3 separate regions of the Sus scrofa genome follow, and regions 2 and 3 are each linked to region 1. A link is a contact called in public HiChIP or PLAC-seq data. All regions are on one chromosome and are shown on one strand. The core of a region is the stretch at or near the end of the contact, and the rest is flanking DNA. Distances in the headings are between cores, read along the strand shown. Region 1 has its middle 61 kb from the start of CWC15. Region 2 overlaps AMOTL1 (angiomotin-like protein 1). Region 3 overlaps AMOTL1 (angiomotin-like protein 1).

The links. HiChIP or PLAC-seq counts read pairs in DNA pulled down with a chosen protein or histone mark.
Region 2: a contact with region 1 is called in an H3K27ac HiChIP or PLAC-seq map of skeletal muscle. The contact joins two enhancer-like sites. A contact is called at or near these places in 6 of 47 Hi-C or Micro-C datasets (embryonic fibroblasts, fetal heart ventricle, heart right ventricle and 2 more) and 1 of 2 datasets of contacts at active chromatin or transcription factors (skeletal muscle).
Region 3: an H3K27ac HiChIP or PLAC-seq map of skeletal muscle shows a contact between it and region 1. The contact joins two enhancer-like sites. A contact is called at or near these places in 4 of 47 Hi-C or Micro-C datasets (embryonic fibroblasts, fetal heart ventricle, skeletal muscle and 1 more) and 1 of 2 datasets of contacts at active chromatin or transcription factors (skeletal muscle).

The regions. Positions count from the first base shown.
Region 1 is chr9:26,984,313-26,987,423 of Sscrofa11.1, reverse strand. No RefSeq gene overlaps it. Among named protein-coding and RNA genes, the nearest start is that of CWC15, 61 kb to the left of the region's middle. Within about 2 kb of position 1,258, at least 16 of the 83 cell types and tissues checked have an H3K27ac peak or open chromatin away from gene starts, as enhancers often do. A contact at or near this core is called in skeletal muscle, where this site is marked.
Region 2 is chr9:26,853,036-26,856,137 of Sscrofa11.1, reverse strand. The region is part of intron 3 of AMOTL1 (angiomotin-like protein 1); the gene reads right to left. Among named protein-coding and RNA genes, the nearest start is that of AMOTL1, 43 kb to the right of the region's middle. Within about 2 kb of position 1,772, at least 12 of the 83 cell types and tissues checked have an H3K27ac peak or open chromatin away from gene starts, as enhancers often do. A contact at or near this core is called in skeletal muscle, where this site is marked.
Region 3 is chr9:26,834,534-26,837,627 of Sscrofa11.1, reverse strand. The region is part of intron 2 of AMOTL1 (angiomotin-like protein 1); the gene reads right to left. Among named protein-coding and RNA genes, the nearest start is that of AMOTL1, 24 kb to the right of the region's middle. Within about 2 kb of position 1,662, at least 8 of the 83 cell types and tissues checked have an H3K27ac peak or open chromatin away from gene starts, as enhancers often do. A contact at or near this core is called in skeletal muscle, where this site is marked.

The sequences.
Region 1 (3,111 bases), core at 9-2,508:
TTTATAGAAATTCTTAAAGTTGCATCTAATTATCAAACACACTAGAAGCAGAAGGACCCACAGAAACGTATCAGCACACCTACCCCTCCCCACCCACATCCCCTTTGGCATCAGCACAGCCTTGGATGAGGCTTCCAGAGCCAGGCAGGCAGTGAGTTGCACTGGATGCCTGCCACCCCAGCTGTACCCTAAATGGTGCCACTGGCCTCGGGGAGAGAGTGGGGTGAGCCTATGATGCTTTACTGACTCTGGAGTATGCAGACTGTCCTGCTTCCCAAGAAAGGGCTGGGGCCAAGTGGCTCGAATTTCAAGGGATTTCAAAATTCTCTTACATCACTCATCTGCAGCATCATTATTAAAGAAGAGCTGAAACTGGGAATTTGAAATCACAGACATCAAGGGTCTCCTGCTTTTATTTTATTAGCCATTCTGTGTGTGTGTGTACTTTGCTGTTAGCCGCCTAGAATCCTTGTGGGAGAGATGAAAGCGAAAAACAGGCAAGCAAACAAATTTCAGAAAGGCAGAAGGCTCACACTCAGATCTCCTGCGGGAGATGTTGGCCAAGTTCAAAGGAGGTGAGAAAAGGGAGGGATGGGGATTTTCAGAACGTGAAGCTGACGAGCTCTTTGAAAGCTGTGTGTAAACAGAAGTTTTGTAAAACTTGCACTTGAAACGCGAGTCCTAGCTCGGGACTCTCTGGAGGCCCGTGGCTGCTGTCAGGAGGGTGGAAATTTAAGGCATATCTATCGTCTTTAATGTTCGTTCCTGTTTTTCCAAAAGGAAAGGAACAAAAAGCAGGTGGAGCTGACAAGGAAGCCAGTGGAGTTGATCCTAGAGAAGGGGTGTGGGGGGGCGTTCTGACATTTGGAACCATCCACGGTCTGACCATGGGGTCCGCAGTATCCACACGCCAAGGTCTGGCTTGGCAGCGTCTGGAAAGAGGCGGTGCCCTGGATTCTCTGACTAAGCCTCACTGTGGGTGTAGGAGGCAAGCTGCTCGCCCTGAGCCCTCCTGCGCTTGCCTTGCTTGGGACGCTAGGGAATGGTACCCAGAGGGACCCGACTCACCAGCTTGGGCCAGAGGAGAGGTGTTTTGGCATCTAGCCGTTTCACCAGCAGGACGGGAGGGCGCAGGGGCCGGGACAATGGGAACCAGGAGCAGGAACGCAGTCGGGAGGCTCCGGGTCTCTCCTCTCTGCTAAGTTCTCTCTCAGCCCTGCTCCCAAAATGCTGGGCATCGGTCTGCCAAAGCCCGGCTCTATGCCAGAGGAGGACTGCAGGCTGGCTCAAGCTGAAGAAGTCAGTATGCAGGGCATGCAGCATGCCAGGGAGGACCGTGTGCCTTCCCATATACAACCAAAGAGCGCTCGGCTTTCTCCTTAGAGCAAAAGTGGGCTCGGCTAAGAATGGAGGTCTTAGGTGATCAGATGCTGACGATTCCAGGCGGCTCCTGCCTCCTTGTCTGCAGCTCCTTTGTTATGCATTCTTGACCCATTTATCCTAAATCCAGGCCCCCCTGCCCTCCTGGGGCACAGCTGTGAGCCCTGACTCAATGCATTGGCCACACCCCTGGGTTTGGGGCCAGCTCTCTGTACTTTCCAATGTCTGTGAAGCTGCACGGGGTCTGCAAACGCCTCCCTCCCACCCCCACCTCAGCCCCACCTCATTGGTTGGTTTATCCCTTGCCTCTGGCCAGACAGATTAACACCCCCACCACTTCTACCCCAACAAGGCAAGTGAAGCAACTCGCTTCCTGGTCTTCTGCACAAAACAACACATGGCTCACCTGCTCTCCTTCTCTCCCTCCATGTGCCTTTGACACCCCGAGCTACCACCACTGGAGAGCCCCTGGGAGCCACCACAGAGGGAAATGTGCCAGGACTCCCCACTCCTGTAGCCCCCATGCTTTTGAGCGCCCCCAGCTGAGCCAAGCAGAGATGAACTACCCCCACCCCCCCTCCAAGCCCTGCCCAAATTGCAAAGTTTTGCCCAAAATAAATGGTTGGTGTCTGCCCTGTGTGTGGGAGTAATTGAGACCTGGCCGCAGAAAACAGAAACACCCAGTGTCATTATTGTCCCTTCCTCACATTGTGGACTCAGTGCAGCCCTTAGTTATCTTCCTATAAAATATCTTCCATCCAATTCCAGTCCTGATTAAATATTCCTTTGCCAGCTCCCAACATCGATGGCCACAGGACGAAGGCTGGAGTCTTTGGCACAGCAGCTCAGGGCACGGCCACCCAGCCTTATTTCCACCTGCCCTGCAGACCAGAGCCCAGGTGTCCTGTGCATGCCCTGGCTCTGTGCCACCGTCTCTTCTGCCCTCGGACCCCAGCCCTGTCTCCTTTTCTCACTCATCCACATGCAACTCACCTGTCGCCTGCCTTTCTATTTCCCTGCTCCTTTAGACCAACAGAGCGACCTGTCCCACCCACGAGTTTGACATTTACTTTTGTGCTATTGTGGTCCCTTCTGGTCTTTGCACCCAGACTCTGAGCTTGGAGGGCAGGGCACAGAGGGCAGGTGCAGCCTCTTCTTTGTCTCCACATCTTTCATCTAACACAGAAAGGGTATGTTGAGCTAACACGCATGTGTTCCTTTAAGCATGTTTCTGAGTTATTAGTGAGGCTCTGGACATTCTCCACATGCTGAGAATCCTGAAGAACCACCTGCTCTATGTGGTCCCCACCAGACTGTGATGGGCTTTATCTCCCCAATTCTGTATCTCAAATGCAAAGAGAGCCCCCCACCCACCCCCCGCTCTGTTTTCATCTGCTGTCCTGCTGCGTGGTCATTCTCTCAGCCGTGCTCAGAGGTTTTAGGTCATAGGTTTAGAGGCTGACAAAGGAGGCGTCCTCAAGCGTTGCCTGCTGTGACCTCGCTCTCCTAAGCCCCACCCTCCTGGCTCTGACCCTGGGAGAAATCCCAACCTCTCCATCTGGAATGGGGCCTTGTGAAATCTCTTGGCTCTTTAGCATTCGAGTTGGACATGAAGCTCTCCTCAGGTGACTGCCTGACAGGGGCACACCACCCCTCCCTTCTCCATTTACTGATCCCAGGCAGGAGAGGGCACCGGGCTCTGAAAAGACCCAGTGCCCACCCGGCATCAGC
Region 2 (3,102 bases), core at 523-3,022, 130 kb after region 1:
AGTGAATGAGGCAGAGGTGTGGGGCCGAAATCTAGTTTATTCTCTACTCACTACATCAGGAACACGGCCTCTGCTCTTCATCCACTTGGAGGGGATGTTTTTTTCCTAATCTGTTCAAAGGCACTATTTGAGCTGGTGGTGGCTTTAGAATCTACATTTGTGATTGACTCTCTTTCGCCCTTTCTCTTCTTTCAGTGTCACTAGATGAACAGAATGGGGAAAAAGAAATAGAACACAGCTCAAGGAAGGAAGACCTACTTCAAAGTGATGAGGGAAATGAAGGAAGGCAGGAAAAAAGGGAAGCAGGAAAATAAGGGTAACATGGATTAAGTGCTGGTCATTTGGAGTTCCCACCATGGTTCAGCAGTAATGAACCCAACTAGTATCCATGAGGATGAGAGTTCAATCCCTGGCCTCGATCACTGGGTTAAGGATCTGGTGTTGCCACAAGCTGTGGTAGGTATGTAGGTAGCAGATGCAGCTCAAATCTGGCATTGTTGTGGCTGTGGTGTAGGCCAGCAGCTATAGCTCCGATTCGACCCCTAGCCTGGGAATTTCCTTAAGCCACAGGTGCAGCCATAAAAAGACAAAAAAAAAAAAAAAAAAAAAAAAAAAAAAGTTGGTCATTTGTCAGACACCGTTCAAAGTGCTTTAGATGTGCTAACCTGTTTGATTCTAGTTACACTCATGACAAGAGGACCCGCTGGACATGAAGGCAGCAGGTGGTCATGTGAAGCTACCCCATTCACGAGGGTCCCACAGTGACCTCAACTGCCTGCCACATTCCTCGGGCTATAGCTAATGTTCAGAACCTGGAATCCCTCTTTTAAGTGTGCGGTGGAAATGGCTTTTAGAGACAAAAGGGGAAATTTTTTTTTTTTTAAAGGAGACAGTCTGAGGTCTCTGGCTGGCCAACCACAAGGGCTACATAATGAACTTTTCCTTTTGGTCTCCGGCCAGTAAATAGCAAGCCTTTGGGAGACAGAAGCAAAGGACTCCTGGCGGGTTACAAGTTCCAGCAGGAGACGTCAACATTCAGCCTTTCTTTAACCCCCAACATTCCATAGGGTTCATTTCGGACCACGTTCTGCACCCAGGGGCCCCTTCTCTATTTTCTTAAAAACCGGAAGTTCCCCTAGAATATTTACTGGTGGTTGTTTTTTGGTTGTGCCCACAGCAGGCAGAAGTTCCCAGGCCAGGGATTGAACCTGAGTCAGCGCAGTGACACCACCAAGTTCTTAACTGCTAGGCCACCAGGGAACTCCCTGGGTTTTTTTTTTTTTTTTTAATGGAAGCATAGTTGATTTTCAATACTATGTTAGTTTGAGGCCTAGAGCACAGCGATTCAGATATAGATAGATATGTAGATATAGAGAGATATATTTTCTTTTTCAGAATCTTTTCCCTTATAGGTTATTATAAAACATTGAGTATAGTTCCCTGTGCTATCTCGAAGGTCCTTTGCTGGTTATCTGTTTTATATATAGTAGTGTGTATATGTTAATCCCACTGCCCTAATTTATCCGTCCCCCTGTGCCCCTAAAGTATTTACTGTCAAGCAGTGACCTGAAAGCAGCTCCAGTGTCCACCCTTCCTGGCAGTCCTAAAAAAACTCTCTGCGAAGAGACTGAAAATAAATCTGCTACCAGGTGGTCAGCAATCTTGCCAACTTTGGATGTGGGGGTACAAAGGTCACAGGGAGAGGAGAATGAAGTAGAGATAAATATATACACAGATCTGACGTTAAAACAACCCCGTGTGTGCCGTGATGATGAATGTCCGATCCAGCCAGCCTGTAAGGAGTGTGTTTCTTCAGCAAGCAGCAGACAGCCTGAGACAGAAAAACCACCCCTGAACATCTGTTTCCCCCATTTTGCCAAAGAGCATTCTTTTTCAATCCTTTTTTATAATTTGACCTGTTCCATTTTTCTGGCGGAGGGCCCTCGCAAGGCAAGCACTGCCTTTTCTGTCCCTATTCCAACTTAAGATGAGAACAGGAAGGAGGCAGCAGGAGGGGAAGGGGGGAGGAGACAGACTGAGGGGTGGGGCTGAGGCTGAGATGCAGGAGGAAGGGAGGGAGGGAGAAGAGGAGAGAACGGGGGCGAAGGGAGGGCTGACCCAGAGAGAGAGAGAAGTCCTTGCAAGGACTTGTCTTTGCAAGCCGTTTTAATGTGCCCCCCATGGCACAACGGATTAGAGAGAACCCCACACCAACAGGACATATTCCAGAAAGATCATCCAGGAAGAATGTAACCTAGAAACCATAATCATAGCCTTCTTGAACAGATCGAGCTGGTTATTTAACACTCTTCAGACTCTGGAAGTCCTGAACAATGGATGGAATAGCATCCTTGCTAGGCGGTCATGTCTGTGCTTAACATTCAGGAACAAGTGGACACGGCTCTATATTTTTCTAGTAATACATCGCTTTCTCTTTGGCAAGGAAACGCCCGCTCCATTTTCCTGTGTGTGTGCATGTGTGCGTGTGTGCATTTTACCCCTCCTTCCTTGCTCTTTCAGCCAAGGCGGATAATGGTTATTTTCCCTTCCTCCTTGATTCTCTCTACCAGCAAGAACCCCCGACACAAAACCTCACCTCCTGGGCCATGCGTAGTATCACTTTGAGAGCAAACATTAGGGGAGTGGCTATAAGTTTGGGGGGGGTGGTTCTTTTTAGGGCCACACCTGTAGCATGTGGAAGTCGCTAGGCTAGGGGTCAAATCGAAGCTACAGCTGCCGGTCTATACCACAGTCACAGCAACGCGGGATCCGAGCCGCGTCTGCGACCTACCCCACAGCTTGTGGCAACTCCAGATATTTAATCAACTGAACAAAGCCAGGCCTGACATCTGCACCCTCGTGGATACTAGTCAGGTTCTGAACCCGCTGAGCCACAGTGGGAAATCTGCGATGAGTTTTACACCCAATCCACCTGCTCTCAGTGACACTTTCAGATTCCTCGTCAGGCTTCCACCATCCTGCCCCCAGTTATGCTGCTTGCAAAGGTCTAGTTTCCTTTAGAGAGAGTAGAGTAGTGGCACCATCAGGAAACCATAAGAGGTTTCCTGTCCCAGGGACTCGGCACTGGCATACAGATTGAAC
Region 3 (3,094 bases), core at 413-2,912, 150 kb after region 1:
CCCAGCCTCCCACCCGGATTCCTGGTCCCAGCTATGGAATAGAGATGAAGATTTAAAAGACTTCTCACCCAGCATCATATCAAAGGAAGTAAACTCTGGCTGAGCCAAGAAGACACTAGAAGGTGTATGTGGCCATGAATCAGAATAAAGATGCATTCCAAAAATACACAAAGTCCCTGCAGAGGAAAATCATACACTTCCAGCTCACACTCAGTGGGATCTATTGAGTGAAATCAGACAAAATACCCTGTGTGAAGATTAAGGGCAAAAACATTTGCTGCCCCTGAAATCTATGACTAAACCATTAAAAGAGAAATCCCTAGGATGCATATGAGTTTCTGCTGAGATGCAGAGACCATTCTGATCTCCCACTTTTGATCCCAGCTTCCTGGACAGAGGCCTGAAAAAACAGTCCAGTTGGGCTACAGCAGAGCCTCTCTTTCACATTAAAATGGCTTTTCCAAGAAGCCATGGCCTTGGCCAGCAGCATAGTGTAGGTGCTGGAAGGAGAAGCAGAGACCTGAGTGCTAGCTCTGGTTTTGCCACTATTCTTTGCTAAGTCTCCAAACCTGCCTGGCCTGAGGTCTCCTCTGTAAAATGAAAAGACCTTTAGGAAACTTACTAAAACAAATGCCATGAGGAGACCATGGACAACAGATTCCATCGTGTTAATCGTCTTTTTACCACATGACGTGCAAGAGAAATAGACACAAAGGATCAAGCTTCACAGAAAGCTGGAGATGTCCTTTAAAACGGACAGAGAAGGGAAATGAACAGAGCAGAGCTCTGGGAATCAAGACTGGCAGAGGAATGTGACCTCTGCGGGCATTTGCTACGTGAACTTGGCTTAGGTCATGTGCCTTCCCAAGCCTCAGTTTCCTCATCTGCAAAATGGGCATGATAATAACTACTTGAAGAGATATCAATGAGGATTTGGATAAAATGAAATAATGTGCATAGCACTGCTTGGCACCCAGATCACTCTCAGAAAAATTCCTTCCTTCTTTCTTGACATGCTCAAACTCTCCCGGACCTTAAGACGCACCAGGAGGGAAATCCAGTCCTTCCTGTTTTTATAACCAGAGTGAGAACAGCACCCCTGAGTCTCTAAGTGCACCTGGCCTCTCCTGCCAGGTTCTGTTCCCCACACTTCCTGCCTCTCCGATAATGAGGAGCTTAAGCAGGTTGGGTCCCCTGGGAAGAGTGAATGGCAGCCGGATTCCCAAACAGCTGAGCGAGCACATCTATAACAGGAAGAAGAAGTGTTTTATAGATGCACAGAGAAAGGCTGTGGGGGCCCCCTGCATCAAATCCCCACACGTCTGATGTGGCAGCTGGCAAACGAAAGGAGCAGCTGGACGAGCTGACACTGCCCAGTCAGAAATGTTTTGTGTGTCAGGCACTGCATATGATTTCATTTGGAAAATGTGTTGCAGGCCTTTAAAATCAGTTTGCAAAACCACTGGCCCAGGTCCTCCAGGATATTTAAGGCGTGTCAGAAGCCAGAGTGGCAGAGGGACTTTCCAGCAGAAACTCTGTATCACCCCCAGACATCTTGGGTCCTCCCTAGCTGGTTCCCTGGAGGCTGACCCACCCTCGTGGCTGCCCGAGATGCTCTGAGGATAGCACAAAGGCAGATGTTGCATGGATCTGGCCCTACCTCAAGGCCGCTGACTCACCAGGATGACTGAGCCTCCCTGGCAGATCATGCTGTTCTCAGAGGACTCTGTGAAGCCAAGAATAAAACTTCAAGGCCCAGATAGTTCCAGAACTTTCCCTGGTACCTCACTAGAAATGTAAGCCCCATTAGTCCACAGTGGACCTCTGAGATGGAGGAGCTGGGACTAGCTGGTGCTGGAGAGGAAGGACATGGGGCCGGGCACGGAGGAAAGATGCTGGGAAGCAGGTGCTTCAAGGTCTTGGAAGACCATCCACGCATTGTGACAGCACTGTTGGTTTTCTGGCCCTGCTCAGAGCTGGTGCTCTTCTCCACTGGGCCAATGAAATAAGCAGCAATAATAATAATAATAATAATCCAGAACTGGGCCACTAGATCCTTTAACGGAGAAGGCAGAGCAGGGGGTGTTGGAGGGTGAATTGTGGGGCAAGAGCATGGCGGGGCTTGGTGTTAGGCAGACCTCGTTTCAAATCCCCCCTCTGCCACTGACCTTGAGCAAGTTTCTCAGCCTCTTCAGGCTCAGTTTTTTTCACTCGTAAAAGGAGAATAAGGGAGTTCCCGTCATGGCTCAGCGGTTATGATTAGGATCCTTGAGGATGTGGGTTCGATCCCTGGCCTTGCTCAGTGGGTTAAGGATCCGGCGTTGCCTTGAGCCGTGGTGTAGATGGCAGACGCGGCTCAGGTCTGGGGTTACTGTGGCTCTGGCGTAGGCCGGCAGCTACAGCTCCAATTAGACCCCTAGCCTGAGAACCTCCATATGCCGCGGGTGAAGCCCTAAAAAAGCAATAAAATAAAATAGAAAAAAAGGTTGTTGTGAGAATGAATGGTGAGCCTCTATATCGATACAATAAAAAGGCTTAGCATCATGTCCCTGTAGTGTATCTACCTAATAAATGCTTCCAAATTTTTGTTGTAATTCATTCATTTCTGGCCTGAGTTTCACATAATGAGGCTCCCACTTTGTTTCTGAGACTGTTTCCTCATTTCATCATTTCACCACATTCCCGTTTTGTCTCCCTCCCTAGTCCTCTTAGGACCTGTGCCCTTTCCCTGAGCCCCATCCCAGGCCTCTAAGAGCTCCCCTAAAGCCAACTGCTCATAAGGACGTTCACATTTCAGCCACATCGATGCCTTGTGACCGAACCTCACCCACAAACGGCCACACTGCTATACTCTGTCACTGACACCTCCATTTGTCCATCGTCACAGACTGATTGTCTGAGTTGGGGCCAGATATCATGGTAACTGTTGCCTGCCCAAGCTAAGCTTTCTCATCAGCCCCAGAAGCACATCACTTACCCAAGAACAGAGTCTCCCCATCAGGCAGGTCCAGACCCAGGTCTGGTTCCCCTTCCTATGAGCCAGCTGTACCCTCAAAGACTGTAGATACGTGCCATGGTGAGCTCAAGGAGGTGT